Linked DNA regions of Hordeum vulgare: region 2 is linked to region 1. The links are chromatin contacts, called in public Hi-C maps. All regions are on one chromosome and are shown on one strand. Each heading gives the region's core, a stretch centred on a gene start, on an enhancer-like site or on the middle of the called end of the contact. The rest is flanking DNA. Distances are from core to core; before and after follow the strand shown. Region 1 has its middle 87 kb from the start of LOC123434639. Region 2 holds the start of LOC123434655 (pyridoxal reductase, chloroplastic).

Region 1 (6,631 bases), core at 2,078-4,577:
TATATAGGAGGAGAGGAGGAGGTAGGCGCCCTAGGGTTTCCCCTAGGGTTGGGGCGGCGGCCAAGGGGGGTGCCTTGGCCCCCAAGGCAAGTGGGGCGCCTCCGCTCTTGGCGCAACCCTAGCTCTAGCCGCACGGGCCTTAGGTGGGACGGGCAGCCAGTGAACCAGGGGCTGGTGTGCCCACTCTCACAACCCATGGGGCCCTCTAGGGCAGGTGGACCCTCCCGGTGGACCCCGGAACACTTCCGGCACTCCCGTCACAAAACCGGTAAGTTTCAGAACTTTTCCAGAACTCGAATACCAACTTCCCATATATCAATCTTTACCTTCGGACCATTCTGGAGCTCCTCGTGACGTTCGAGATCTCATACGGGACTCCAAACAACTTTAGGTTACCACCAAACATAACTCATTGATACTAAATCATCAGCGAACCTTAAGTATGCAAACCGTGCGGGTTCGAGAACTATGCACACATGACCGACACACTCGCCGGTCAATAACCAATAGCGGGACATGGATGCCCATATTGACTCCTACATATTCTACGAAGATCTTTATCGATCGAACCATGATGTCAAGGATTCAATCAATCACGTATATTGTTCCCTTTGTCCATCGGTATTTTACTTGCCCGAGATTCAACCGCCAGTATCTGCATACCTAGTTCAATCTCGTTACCGGCAAGTCTCTTTACTCGTTTCGTAATACAAGATCCCGTGGCCAACTCTTTAGTCACATTGCTTGCAAGCTTGTTGTGATGTTGTATTATCGAGTGGTCCCTAAGATACCTCTCCGTCACACGGAGTGACAAATTCCAGTCTTGATCGTTGCCAACTCAACGGACACCCTCGGAGATACCTATAGAGCACATTTATAGTCAACGAGTTTTGTTGCGACGTGTTATACACATAAGGCACTCCTTCGATTTCAGTGAGTTGCATGATCTCATGGTCATATGAATATGTTTCATCTCCGAGTCAAATTAACTAGTGGCCCGTGCAAGCTAGAAACCGGTTGAATGCAGATTGGATAGTGATCTTCCCACTTTCTTTTTCATATATTGGAACTATTGTGAATATGTATGTTGTTGGATATTGATGTGGAGCGGATGTTAATCGTATACAAACGGATATTAACTCAATTGAAAATAGATACGAACAATAGCGACATATTAGTTAAAATCTTAAAAGAACATAAGTCAATAGCTATAGGAAAACTCTATTGTTTAGCTGGCTGATACACGCACACCATTTGTCGCTTGCTTAGTCGTTGGATTGGTCTTGGTCGAGCGTTCGTCACTGACGACAAGTCTCATGCACCAAGTTTTCTTTTTATGCAACAAGAGTATTATTTTAGAAGATTTTTGCAACCCAAGTATTGTTTCAGAAAAAAGGGTTCGGTCGTGAAGTTTTTTCAGCAATAGGCTAGTTTCAGAAGATCTCCGCAACACAGATTTTTTTTCAAACGGAAAAAAAGGGTTCAACAATGAATATATTTTTCTTCTGTAATAATGGTCTTGTTTCAGAAACACAGCCCAAATTAAAGAAAGTGTGGGAGCGTGCAAGATAAAAAATTTCTGCAACATGACATTTGTTCTAAAACTTTCTTTTGCAACAATACCTATGTTGCAAAAAGATGAAGAAAAAAAATTATGCAACCTGACCTATGTTGCAAAAGTTTTTTGCAACATGATCTTTGTTGCAAAGATTTTTGCGGCACGACCTCTGATGCGGGACAACGAGCTTGTTTCTGCAACTCGACCATCACTTCAGGAATTAATTGGTCGGAGGAGGCAGCCGAGCCGCGTGCCAGCAAATAGATCGGACGGGTGCAAGCGCGTACATCGACCGGCTATTCCGGTGGTGGATGTTTTGTACGGATCCATCGATGAATGCCTAGCAGCTCCTATAGCTATAAGGCACAAAAGAATCCCCTTACGGCTTTTTTCAAACGCATATCCACTCATCCTTATGAATGCACACGCGTACACCCTACCCCTACGAGCATCTCTGAAAGACTCAGATAACATATTATCTTGAGATTTACAAAGTCACCTAGACGTCTCGTCATTGACAGAAACGCCTCCTCCCACTAAAAGTGTATCGCCGAAAACTTGAAATAAATCCAAAAATAATACAAGCACCGGGACTTGAACCCTCGTAGACTGGCAATACCACTATCCCTCTAACCATCCAACCACGGGTTGGTTTGCCAATATACAATAAGTCAATGTAGATAGTTTTATGGATAAATACTACTATCATTCATAGATAAATATGTTTTTAATGATACAAAAGGTAAATCTAACCACTTTTTAGGGTTTTATGTTGGATAATTATTTTGGGGGACATGTTCATTGTCATTCACAAACTTTAAAGAATTGACATTTGCAAGAAAAAACATTTTTGGCGCATAAGAGCATTTGTTGCCAAGAGCTGAATTGGATTTCTGCTTCACATAATTCCACAAAAGACATTCTCCTTCAGACTTTTCCTAACGGTCTTATGCACGGCCGCCTGAATTTTCTTCTAAAACTTGGCATGCTCCGCCAATCTTACCCCCAACCCTATGAAGGGATCCAGTGAGCCATACATCAAGCCAAAATGGACATACAATTAAAAGTCGGAATAAGTTATTTTCGATCTGGTTAGAGGAGGAAGGAGAGACTCGGTTATGGTCCAATAAATAACTTTCTTCAATGCTCAGATCGAGGAAGAGATTAAAATGCAACATCATAGTCATAGCAGTTTTGTACTTTAAATTAGTAGTGTCGTGGTTTAAAGAAGATTGCATTAACTCATCCACTACCTCGGTGCTCTTACCTCTTGGGCCAGCTCAATGTGGTGGGTGTTTAGTCGGATATTTCAATTTTTTTGTTGTTGCATTCTAACTGTTTTCTGTTGGACAAGGCCATTTCTGGCTTTTTTCCCGTATTTTTTTGGTTTTTCCCATTTATCCTTTTTCCCTTTTCTTTATTAAATTCATGACCTTTTTGAAGTAACTCTAACATATTTAAGACACATATTTTCAAAACCTAATAATTTATAAAACAATAATGAACATTTTTTGAGTGTTGCGAATATTTTTGGAATTTAATTTCCATTTACTAAACTTTATTGAAATTTAATGCATTTTTCTGTTAAAGAAACTATTACATGTAATAAAAGGCAGTGCTAGCTGCAAACTCGTTAAATGGGCCAACCCAGTATCTGCAAATAAAAAATAAAACAAATTCAGAGACTAAAAGGCCCACTACCAGGGCGTGGGGTGGGTTTTACTTCTCTATTCCGGGGCCTACATACGGGCATGACCAATATATTTCTTATTCTGCGCCTTCAATGCCGGTTAAGTGCATTCTTTTGACTGACGCTCAATGCATACTTACCTGGCCCAGCCCATATACCATAGTATTTCGTCAAACTCCCAAAATTATATAACACTTTGTTAAATACATGTTTTTTATAACTTTTATTTAATTCTTCAATTCATTGGTTTTTCTTCAGACCTTTTTATTCGATTTTTCTTTCTCCTTTTTCCATTTTTATTAAATGTGCGAATTTTTCCAAATTCATGATTTTAAAAAACGATGAACCTTTATTCAAAAATTTAATGAACTTTTACTCAAATTTGTGAATATATTTTTCAAAAGAGATGAACCTTTTCAAATTTGTGGAGTTTTCAAAAAATATGAATTTTCTTCAAATTCAATTAAAAATATATGATGAAGTGTTTTAAAATTTGATGATTTTGTTTTACTGATTTTAGAAAAAAATATATCAAATTAGATGAACTTTTTCATGTTTCTAAATTATTTTCAAGATGTATGTGTTTTTCCCCTATCAGTAATTGTTTTTTCAAAATCGATGAACTTGTTATTTAAATTGATGGTTTTTTCCCAAAATCGATAAAAAAAACATTAAATCGACGAAATTTCTTACAATGTTTTAACCTTTTCAGATTGACGATTTTATAAAATTGGATGAACGTTTTTCAAAATTGATGAACTTCTTTATTTTAATTTGTGAACTATTTAAAAGTTGGTGAAATAAATTTTAGAAATGTATGAACATTTATGTATTCATAGGTTTTTCTGCTTTTTAATATTTTTCTCATTTTTTCGTATTTATTCAATGGTTGAACCGGTGAACCATTGTGAATTAAGAAAAATAGGAAAGTAAAACAATTGCGTTTTTATGGGTTGCATTTTAAAATAAAAAAGTAATCTAGCACTTCAGTGTGTGTGTTTTTAATTCAAGCACGTCAGGTTTGATGGACGACTTAGTTAGTTTGTTCGTCGTTTAAACTGGACCATCGCAGGTTCGAATCATGGCACACACACCATTTTGGGGGATTTATTAAAAGGGAAATAGAAGAATTAACTATGGGTCGGCGCACTGGGCGTTGTACTAGGCACCGGTTGGGTTCCGCAGCGCTAAATAGGAGTGGTATCGTTATAGGAGCCCCGAATAGTTTCGATGTTACTTCTGTTTCTCTCTTTTTTCTATTTCTTTTGTCTTTTGTCCTGATTTTTTATTTTTTACATTTCCTTCTCCTTTTTTTTGTATTATAGAAAAAGATCACTATGCATTATGAAAATGACAATAGTATATTACAAAAATGTTCATCGTATATTTAAAAAATGTTCACTGTATACTAAGAAATTGTTTAGCGTCTTCTGTAAAAAATGGTCAATGTGCATTTTCAAAATGCTTAACGTATATTACAAAAAATTCATGGTGCTAAAAAGTTCACCATATTGAAAAACATGTTATATGTGTATTTCGGAAAGTGTTCACTGTATATTCCTATAATATGCACCAGATAGTAAAAGAAGCACAATCTGTATTTGAAAATTGTGCATCGTATATTATAAAAATAATCACTTATACTAAAAACTGTTTAAAAAAATTCAAACATTTTTTTCATAACATTCAAAAGTGTTTTAAATGCTCTCATTTCCTTTTTCAAAAGTCTGTATTTAATATATAAAGCCGACTAAAAAATCTTAAAAAAAACTACTGTCTTTTTTAGGCTAACCACACGCTTTATTCATTTCTTGAAACAGTGTTCAAAGGTATACAGTTGATATCAGGGGGGTTTATGAGCCAAAGATGACGACCTAAATAAAGTTTAAGCGCGTGTTTAGCGTGGCGATGTGCCTCCAATTTGAAGCTCTTCCTCCAAACAGAAAAGAGCACTGTCGAAACTCCGTTGCCATGGTTTGAATTTCTCGGATAATATGGCCATGGATTCCTCTAGTTCCTTCCTTGATGTTGGCAACAACTTCCTTGCAATCAGAACCAATGTGGACTTGTGGTTGCAACAAATCAGATGCGAGTGCCAAAGTTTCTCGGCACGCCGAGGCTTCTAGTGTTGTCGGATCGGTGATGCCTGCAAAAACTCTCGCGGATGCCCCCAAGTACAGGGCCCCATCATACCGGTAGATCACTCCTACAAAGACGTGTTTGGTGTGTTTGGTACCGCCCCATCCACCTTTACTTTCACAAAACCAGGAGGAGGAGGTGTCCAGCGAGTGACAGGAAAGGGAAGGACATGCCATTTTGCTATATCTGGCTTGCTTGAGGTTATGAGAGATATGTATCGATCAACAAAAGCATGAGTACCCGCTTTGAAATTCATGTTGGTATAGTGCTTTCCTTCTTGCATGCCATATTGCCGAGAGTGTGACGAGGACGCGTACAAAATCCGTGTGCAAGAGTGCATCCATGATAGAAAAAATCCAACCTTTTGTATCCGGTTCACTAACTTCATAAATAATTGTCACCGGCTCCCGTTTCTGCATCACCCACACACATCGAGAGGAGGTACATTCTAGCAAAGCATTGTAGTCGATATACTAAATATTGTAGGATCTCAATGTTGGCCGACCCACTTGTTAAGAACCGTGTGCAAAACCTTGACTATCAGATGCACACGGGCGTCCAATAGGAGCACTCACACGGAATAGGAGGACTCCGCGTGCTCTAAGGACTGAAGAGACTAGGCGGAGGGAGCAAGGTTGCAACCTTACTTGTGCAAGAACCAACACCGAGTACCCTGCATCCTCCTCTCACTTTTTGACTACTATTTTCACCATGTGGCGCTCCAACAAAGGTTGATATTTCGTCCTGTTGGGAACAGACTGAGAGTACAGAGCGTGCATTTAGCTAGAATTAATAGTACATGCGATATTAGTTTGGTTCAGTTCTAACTAGGGCCACCAGGTGACTTTAACATAGATAAATTCACCACATACACCTCATTATAGTGCTATAATCAATACGAAGAGCGTAATCTCATCGAAAATAACTAACTCGATTTCACTGTCAAATTTGGGTGGATCCTGGTGTGATGAAGTACAACCATCTCTCCTAACCATCCAATGTATGGTACGACTCTTACTTCAAATCATGTGTGCTCATTATCATATTGAGTTGTCAATGGAACCTTCAACTCGTGACATTTTTTTTTGTAAATAGGCAAAGCTTTTATATCATTCAAATAGAAGAAGATATGATTGAGTACAGTAGGTGTTAGAACGCATGACAAGAACTGCAGGAGGCGTGAACATGGTGTCGAGAGAAGAGAGACATGGGATGCTCAACCCAAAAACAAAAACACTACTCCA
Region 2 (6,631 bases), core at 1,272-3,771, 940 kb before region 1:
GAGTCGCACACGGTTTTCAGCTCCATCTGCTCCTCACCCATGCTCAGCAGCGAGAACTGCACCTGCATTCACAGTATGTTTGAGGCATAATAAAAAAAAACTGAATGAGAAGTATATTTCGGCCCAATAGGCCCAACGTGCACGCCCAGCCATTATTTTCTCGCAGCTACCTGAGCTGAGCTCAGGGGGACACCTCTGGATGCTAGGTAGCTGTGGATCTTCAGAAGCTGCTTCGGCCCGTAATTGCTCACACCCACGGCCCGGACAAGACCCTAAAAACGCCATAAACTTCCAGTCATGTTTCAGAAGCTTTGGTCAATTATGTGTCTGAAGAAATGATAGTCAAATCATACATATGTAGGAGTAAGTGTGCACTGCACTAAAAGGAATTCAGGAATTCAGAAACTTTGTTCGATTGCATGATATGATTTGTCTGAAAAAAATGGCAACCTTGTCATACATTTCAACTAGACCGTCCCAGAGAGCGCGCTCCTGCAGAGGCGCATAGTTGGCAGTAGACCAATGCAGCTGCCCTATTCCGAGACGGTCGATCTGTAACCTTTCTAATGACGACCTGCAAAAGAGGCACTCCGTAAGGTCATTAGAAGCTCAAGGTAACGCAACTTCTCAGATATGCTCCGTCCCCAGTGAGCTATATGTTTCTGCACAAATCCATTGAACGGAGTTGAACAAAAGGACATATGGCCGATGTACATTAAGCACACAAATTGGAGGAGTACCTGCAGGCGTTGACAAACTGGCCGGACGTTAGTCGCCAAGGATACGCGGCAAACTTCGTTGCGATGACCACGTCGTCTGGAGATTTTATTGGCCCTGTGACAATACAAGGGCATAGAAATGTTATAAAATTTAAGGCCATACAAATGACAGAACAAGCATCAGTTCACAATTGCTGAATACATTTTGAGCAATTATGCTATCTAATAATCCAAACCTTGGCACTCGCGGATAAATTTGCCGAGCAGCCTTTCGCTTTGGCCGTTCAACTTCCCAGTTCCATAGGAGTCGGCGGTGTCGAAAAGGTTTATGCCATTCTTCAGAGCCAAATTGAAACACTCCTGCAGTTCACTGTCCATGCTTTCCTCGTAGCCCCAGAGCAGCTGGTTGCCCCAAGCCCATGTTCCAAAACCCATGGGGGAAACTGAAAGGGGCCCAACATTCACCTACATTTGTGAAACAACAATTTTACCTTAAACCGATTTCAGTGAAGACGAGTTGATAACCACACCCAATAATTGTGTAGTCCACGATTTTTTTTCTGAAGATTGTGTTGCATGTTATGGTTCAGAGTGTCATGTGAGCACTACAGAGATGCAAAACTGAGAGTTGGCTCGACAGATTTCCGGACACTGCACCTGTTAAGAGTTCAATGTTGCACTAGTCCGTCAGGAAGAGGGATACGAGCTGATCAGGTCAACGAACCCTCTGCTTGTTTTGACAGTGGTACCAACTCTCTTTTTCTTTGAGAGAGAGGTGCCATCAGCTAATGTTACTAGAGACACCGTGTCAGTAGCTTTTCACCCACCTAGTAGTAGAGTTAAAATAAGCACAGCAACAGCAAACTTTGTCAAGTCTCTAAGCGTTCTCACGCAATGTGGAACTTTTGGGTTGCCGTGCTGCACGGCTTCGGTAAAGAGGAACGGCAGCATCAGAGTGGATATCGACAATCGCTCTGAACCAAACGAACAGGGGCATTTCCCGTTTGATCCCTAGCCTAAAAGATACCACCACAGGTTAAGGCGCCTGCAGTGCACTACTAATCTAATCGCGTTCCTGTTCGAGCCTCGTGAACGGGTTACAGGCGTGGGTGTGTGCGAATTCAGACGGGAACATGAAGTTTGTCCTCGTGTCTCGTCTACTCGCCATGCTCCTTGATGGCGAGCTGTACCGCGCAGCTCATGTCATGTCGCGAAATCAGCAACGCACTGTGGAAAAGAGCGTGCCGCTGTGTAACCATTCAATGGAGTTTGTACTGATAGTCTGATACTGTACAGGAAAAAAAATCGCAACGACTGCGCAGCGCTGGTGCTGTAGTTAGGGCTCCGGATACGCACGGCTGCAGTGGTTATCAGAAACAGGGGGAAATTTCCGATGGTTGCGCGGCTTCAGGCCTTCGCTATTATAGAATTCATGCAAAATCGACGTGAAATCTGAGAAGCGATTGCCTTGTGTGTGTGTGTGTGTGTGTGTGTGATCTTGAGATTTCGGCTAGCGTATGACTTTAGTATCATGCACACAACATGTATGGGTTGAGCTAGCGTGTTGGAACCTTTTCCCACGGCCAGAAGAGTGGTCCGAGGCGCAGCGCGGCGGCAGGCGGCGGCGGTGACGAAGCTCGTCCGAGGAGGATGCCTCCGCCGTGCGTCTGCGACGAGAAAGGCGTCGCCGGCGCCGCCTTGGCAGCCGGCAGAGCCATCCTCGGTGGAGGGCGGGGAGAGAGGGAGTAGGCACGATCTTCAGGCGCGTTGGTTCGTGTCCGTTCGTCTCGCGATAAAATCCCATTCGTTTTTTTTTTCTGCGGGACGTTGCAGTTTACTTGCGCGTGCATCGCTCGTGATCTCCTTTTTTCTTTTGAGGCAATCGTACGTGATCTCTTGTTTGGTTTAACCCCGGTGGCGGTGGGGAAGCACAATGTAGGCTAAATTTGTTCGGCCCTAAGAGCATCTTCAGCCGCATCCGTAATAAGGGAAACGCTGTCGTTCCACCGACGGATCCTGATTTCGCGTCCACCGTCTCCTTTATTCGTCACGTGGCCGGGCGGACGAGCCGTGACCCGTTTTCTGAAACAACTCCATTGTTTCTGCAACTTGGAAGTAGTTGCAGAACGAGGGACCCAGGCATGGCGACGACGGCTTCCACGGGAAGAGCTCGCCGGCCGCCCCGCCGCCGGCCGCCTCGCCGCCTAGAGCTCGCCGGCCGCCCCGCCCCGCCGCCAAGAGCTCGCCGGCCGCCCCGCCCCGCCGCCAAGAGCTCGCCGGCCGCCCCACCGGCCGCCCCGTCGCCTAGAGCTCGCCGGCCGCCCCGCCGGCCGCCCCGCCGGCCGCCCCGCCGCCTAGGTAGTGGTTCTGCAACTTGAGCTTTGTTGCAAAATTTCTTGAAACATGACCCTTGTTGCAAAAAATTCTCCCGCAAAAACGAAGAAAAAAATCTTGCAACAAGCAAATTGTTTCTGAAACTCGACCGTTGTTTCAGGAATTAACAGATCCAAAGTTTATTTCTTGCAACAAAGCGAAAGTTTCCGCAACTCGAGCGTCGTTTCAGAACCATGCGGCGGGGATGCAGGGCGTTAGATCGCCATCCAACGGCTAGCTAGGTGACGGATAATTTTTAGAAATCATCCGGCGGATGCGTAGCGTTCCCCCCGTAATAAGCCTTCGTTTAAATTTTTTCGTTGACCAAAAAAATAAAATGACCCAGTTGCATCTTCACTAACCCGTTTTTCTTCGGTTAGGATTAAAATAGGCCCCAACGGTCCCACGTCAAACTGAACGCGCTCGGTCGCTCGGGGGCGCCGATTGAAACATTTTTGGCGCGAAAAATCTCTAGGCCTGCCGAGTCAGCGATTGACGCGCGCGGTTGTTGTCCTCGTCGCCTCGTTTCCTGCAGAAATCAATGCGAAGGCTGCGCCGCCGGTCAGCCTTTCATTGATTCACGGGCGGCACAGTGAAGGTGCGGCGATGCACGTCCCATCGGTTCTTGCCACACGTTCACATGGCGCCGTTCCCGTGCCCGCCCGCCCGCGGCTATATAAGGTGTCCTCTCCTCGCTGATGGCCACACACCTCTCTCGTCGATGCCCTTTCATCTCCTTCTTCATCATCGACGCCTCCTCTCCCGTTCTCTCCCCAAAAGATGGTCGAATGCTTCCCCGGCGACGGAGCGGTAGCCAATGGCTTCGGCCGCCGCCACCTCCACGAGGACGAGGCCCGCCTTCTCTACGAGGAAGACTACCGGGGTCATGGAGGGTGAGCGCCAGCGGAGTCCCGGTGCCACCGCCGCCTATTGGAGCTGACCGGCTGGCGGAGATCGCACACATCCGGTCGTCGCTGTCGGAGAGCTCGCGCAACGTGCCGAGGTACGTCCCCGACAGCAACATGTTGTGGACGGCGTACTTCGAACGCCGTCACGCCGACCAGCTCGCCACAACTCCGAGGGGCGCCGCCAATGGTGGTGCGTCCCCGACCGCACCTTGGAGGTCGTCCTTGAGGACATCGAGGGCGGCAACTCGCCGAGGTACGAGTACCCACCACCACCCGCCTTCTCCCGCCGTCGTGGCAGCTCCTGGACGCCGAGGCGGATGGAGACGGCACCGTCCTCCTCGTCCGGCTCCCGCTCCTCCGGGTAGCCGCCCCCCCCCCCCCCCCGTCAAGCCGGAGCCGCAGGAGACGCTGCTAGGGCGGCGCACACGCAGCTGCGGCATAGTCATCAATGAGCCCGGTGCCACCTCCCGCCTCGTCAAGCCGAAGACGGAGCCGAGACTCCTCCCCATCAAGCAGGAGCACCAGGCCATGACGGCTGACGATGAGACCACCCTCAAATGGGCGCGGGACGACTACGCCCGGGAGGAGATGGAGCGCCAGTGACGCGCCCTTGAGGAGATCGCCGCCCGGCGCCGCGGCCGCGAGGAGGACGACGTTGTCATCCTCGACGACAGTAACGAGGAGGCGTCGGGGCCTTCCAACCCCGTTCGCCACGACGACCCACGGTAGGGGTGCAACAAGGACGGCGGCGGAGCGCAGGACGACGACGACAGTGACTACACAAATTTCTACAAGCTTCTGGGCATGTAGAAGGTGGCGGCATCGGGCGGCAGCGACGGGCGGCGACGATGTAGTTTAATTATGTTTTTATTTCACTTTTGTACAAAATGTAATGAAAACTATGAATTTACTTCGAAATTGAATCAGTTTTGGCCGAATTTGTTTGTTTTCAAAAAATAGTTGGGGTGACCTTTGGGGGGCGACTGTGAACCTGAGCCCCCCCTCACGCCGATTTTTTTGTCGGCGCCCCCCAGGCGACGCTATTTCACGCCCCTGGGGGCGGGGGCAAACGATGGAGATGCTCTAAGCCCTCCGAGAATGCACAATTTCTTTTTATTTTCAGAAAAATCCATAAACTCGAGAGCAACTAACTAAGGTTACCTAAACATTCTTATATACTACATACTACATGTACATACTCTCCGATTTGATAGATACTGCAGACAACATACAAAACACAAGTGATGGTAACTACCACCTGGTGGATTTTTAACACCCGGTGACTATGCCACCTCTCTAGGTGGTAGTGCCATACCATCTTATATTCGTTCAATTCATGCCTTGTGATCCATGCAAACACTATGTTATCATCATTTCTTCATCAGAATTCAGTTAATGAAGCATGCTAATGATCACACTAATATGATTTCAACAGAGTATGTGTCAAACTAGTGGTATCAAAATGTCAGATCATGAATACTTCACCAAAAAGATTCCCTAAGAGTACACACAATAATATTACTTGCTATTTTTTTGTAATACTGCAAAAAAGAATGATTGTTGATCAAGACTTATATTCCTAAAATAAATTATCCATAAACTCCAAAAAGATTTCACCAAAAAATGTCATTAGGTAAACACAACATCAACTTTTAACATTGTTACTCCTTAGTGCTAAGAAATTATCTCAGTGTTGTTAGACAAATGAAACACTAAAAGAATGGTAAGCCTAAAAGATGCTACACGTGTCTCAAAGCAAGATCAAACGGAAGCCAGATCTCAAAGCAAGAGCAATGCCCGGGGTGAAAAGTGTTGGAAATATGCCCTAGAGGCAATAATAAAATGGTTATTATCATATTTCCTTGTTCATGATAATCGTCTATTGTTCATGCTATAATTGTATTAACAGGAAACAGTAATACATGTGTGAATAAATAGATCACAATGTGTCCCTAGCAAGCCTCTAGTTGGCTAGCTCGTTAGTCAATAGATGATCATGCTTTCCTGGTCATGGGCATTAGATGTCATTGATAACGGGATCACATCATTGGTAGAATGATGTGATGGACAAGACCCAATCCTAAGCGTAGCCCTAGATCGTATTGTTCATATGCTAAAGCTTTTCTAATGTCAAGTGTCTTTTCCTTCACCGTGAGATTGTGCAACTCCCGGATACCGTAGGAGTGCTTTGGGTGTATCAAACGTAACAACGTAACTGGGTGACTATAAAGGTGCACTACGGGTACCTCTGAAAGTATCTGTTGGGTTGGCACGAATCGAGATCGGGATTTGTCACTCCGTGTGACGGAGAGGTATCTCTAGGCCCACTCGGTAGAACATCATCGAGCTCAATGTGACTAAGGAGTTAGTCACACGATGACGTGCTACAGAACGAGTAAAGAGACTTACCGGTAACGAGATTGAACAAGGTATAGGTATACCGACGATCGAATCTCGGGCAAGTTCTATACCGACACACAAAGGCAATTGTATACGGGATTGATTGAATCCTTGACATCGTGGTTCATCCGATGAGATCATCGTGGAGCAAGTGGGAGCCACCATGGGTATCCAGACCCCGCTGATGGTTATTGGCTGGAGAGGTGTCTCGGTCATGTCTGCATGTCTCCC

What was found. Hi-C and Micro-C count contacts between places; a contact is called where the count stands out from the background.
Region 2: a Hi-C map of leaf shows a contact between it and region 1, with 2.7 times the contacts expected there. The contact joins the promoter of LOC123434655 here to the enhancer-like site in region 1. A contact is called at or near these places in 2 of 6 Hi-C or Micro-C datasets (leaf and seedling).

What each region holds. Positions count from the first base shown.
Region 1 is chr1H:334,829,012-334,835,642 of MorexV3_pseudomolecules_assembly, reverse strand. No RefSeq gene overlaps it. Among protein-coding and RNA genes, the nearest start is that of LOC123434639, 87 kb to the right of the region's middle. Within about 2 kb of position 3,327, at least 2 of the 3 cell types and tissues checked have open chromatin away from gene starts, as enhancers often do. A contact at or near this core is called in leaf, where this site is marked.
Region 2 is chr1H:335,763,903-335,770,533 of MorexV3_pseudomolecules_assembly, reverse strand. It overlaps LOC123434655 (pyridoxal reductase, chloroplastic), which reads right to left and starts at 2,521. Exons shown (of 8, transcript XM_045115525.1): 1 at 2,291-2,521; 2 at 956-1,184; 3 at 741-834; 4 at 451-574; 5 at 171-272; 6 at 1-62. The coding sequence starts at 2,437. It also overlaps the pseudogene LOC123399041.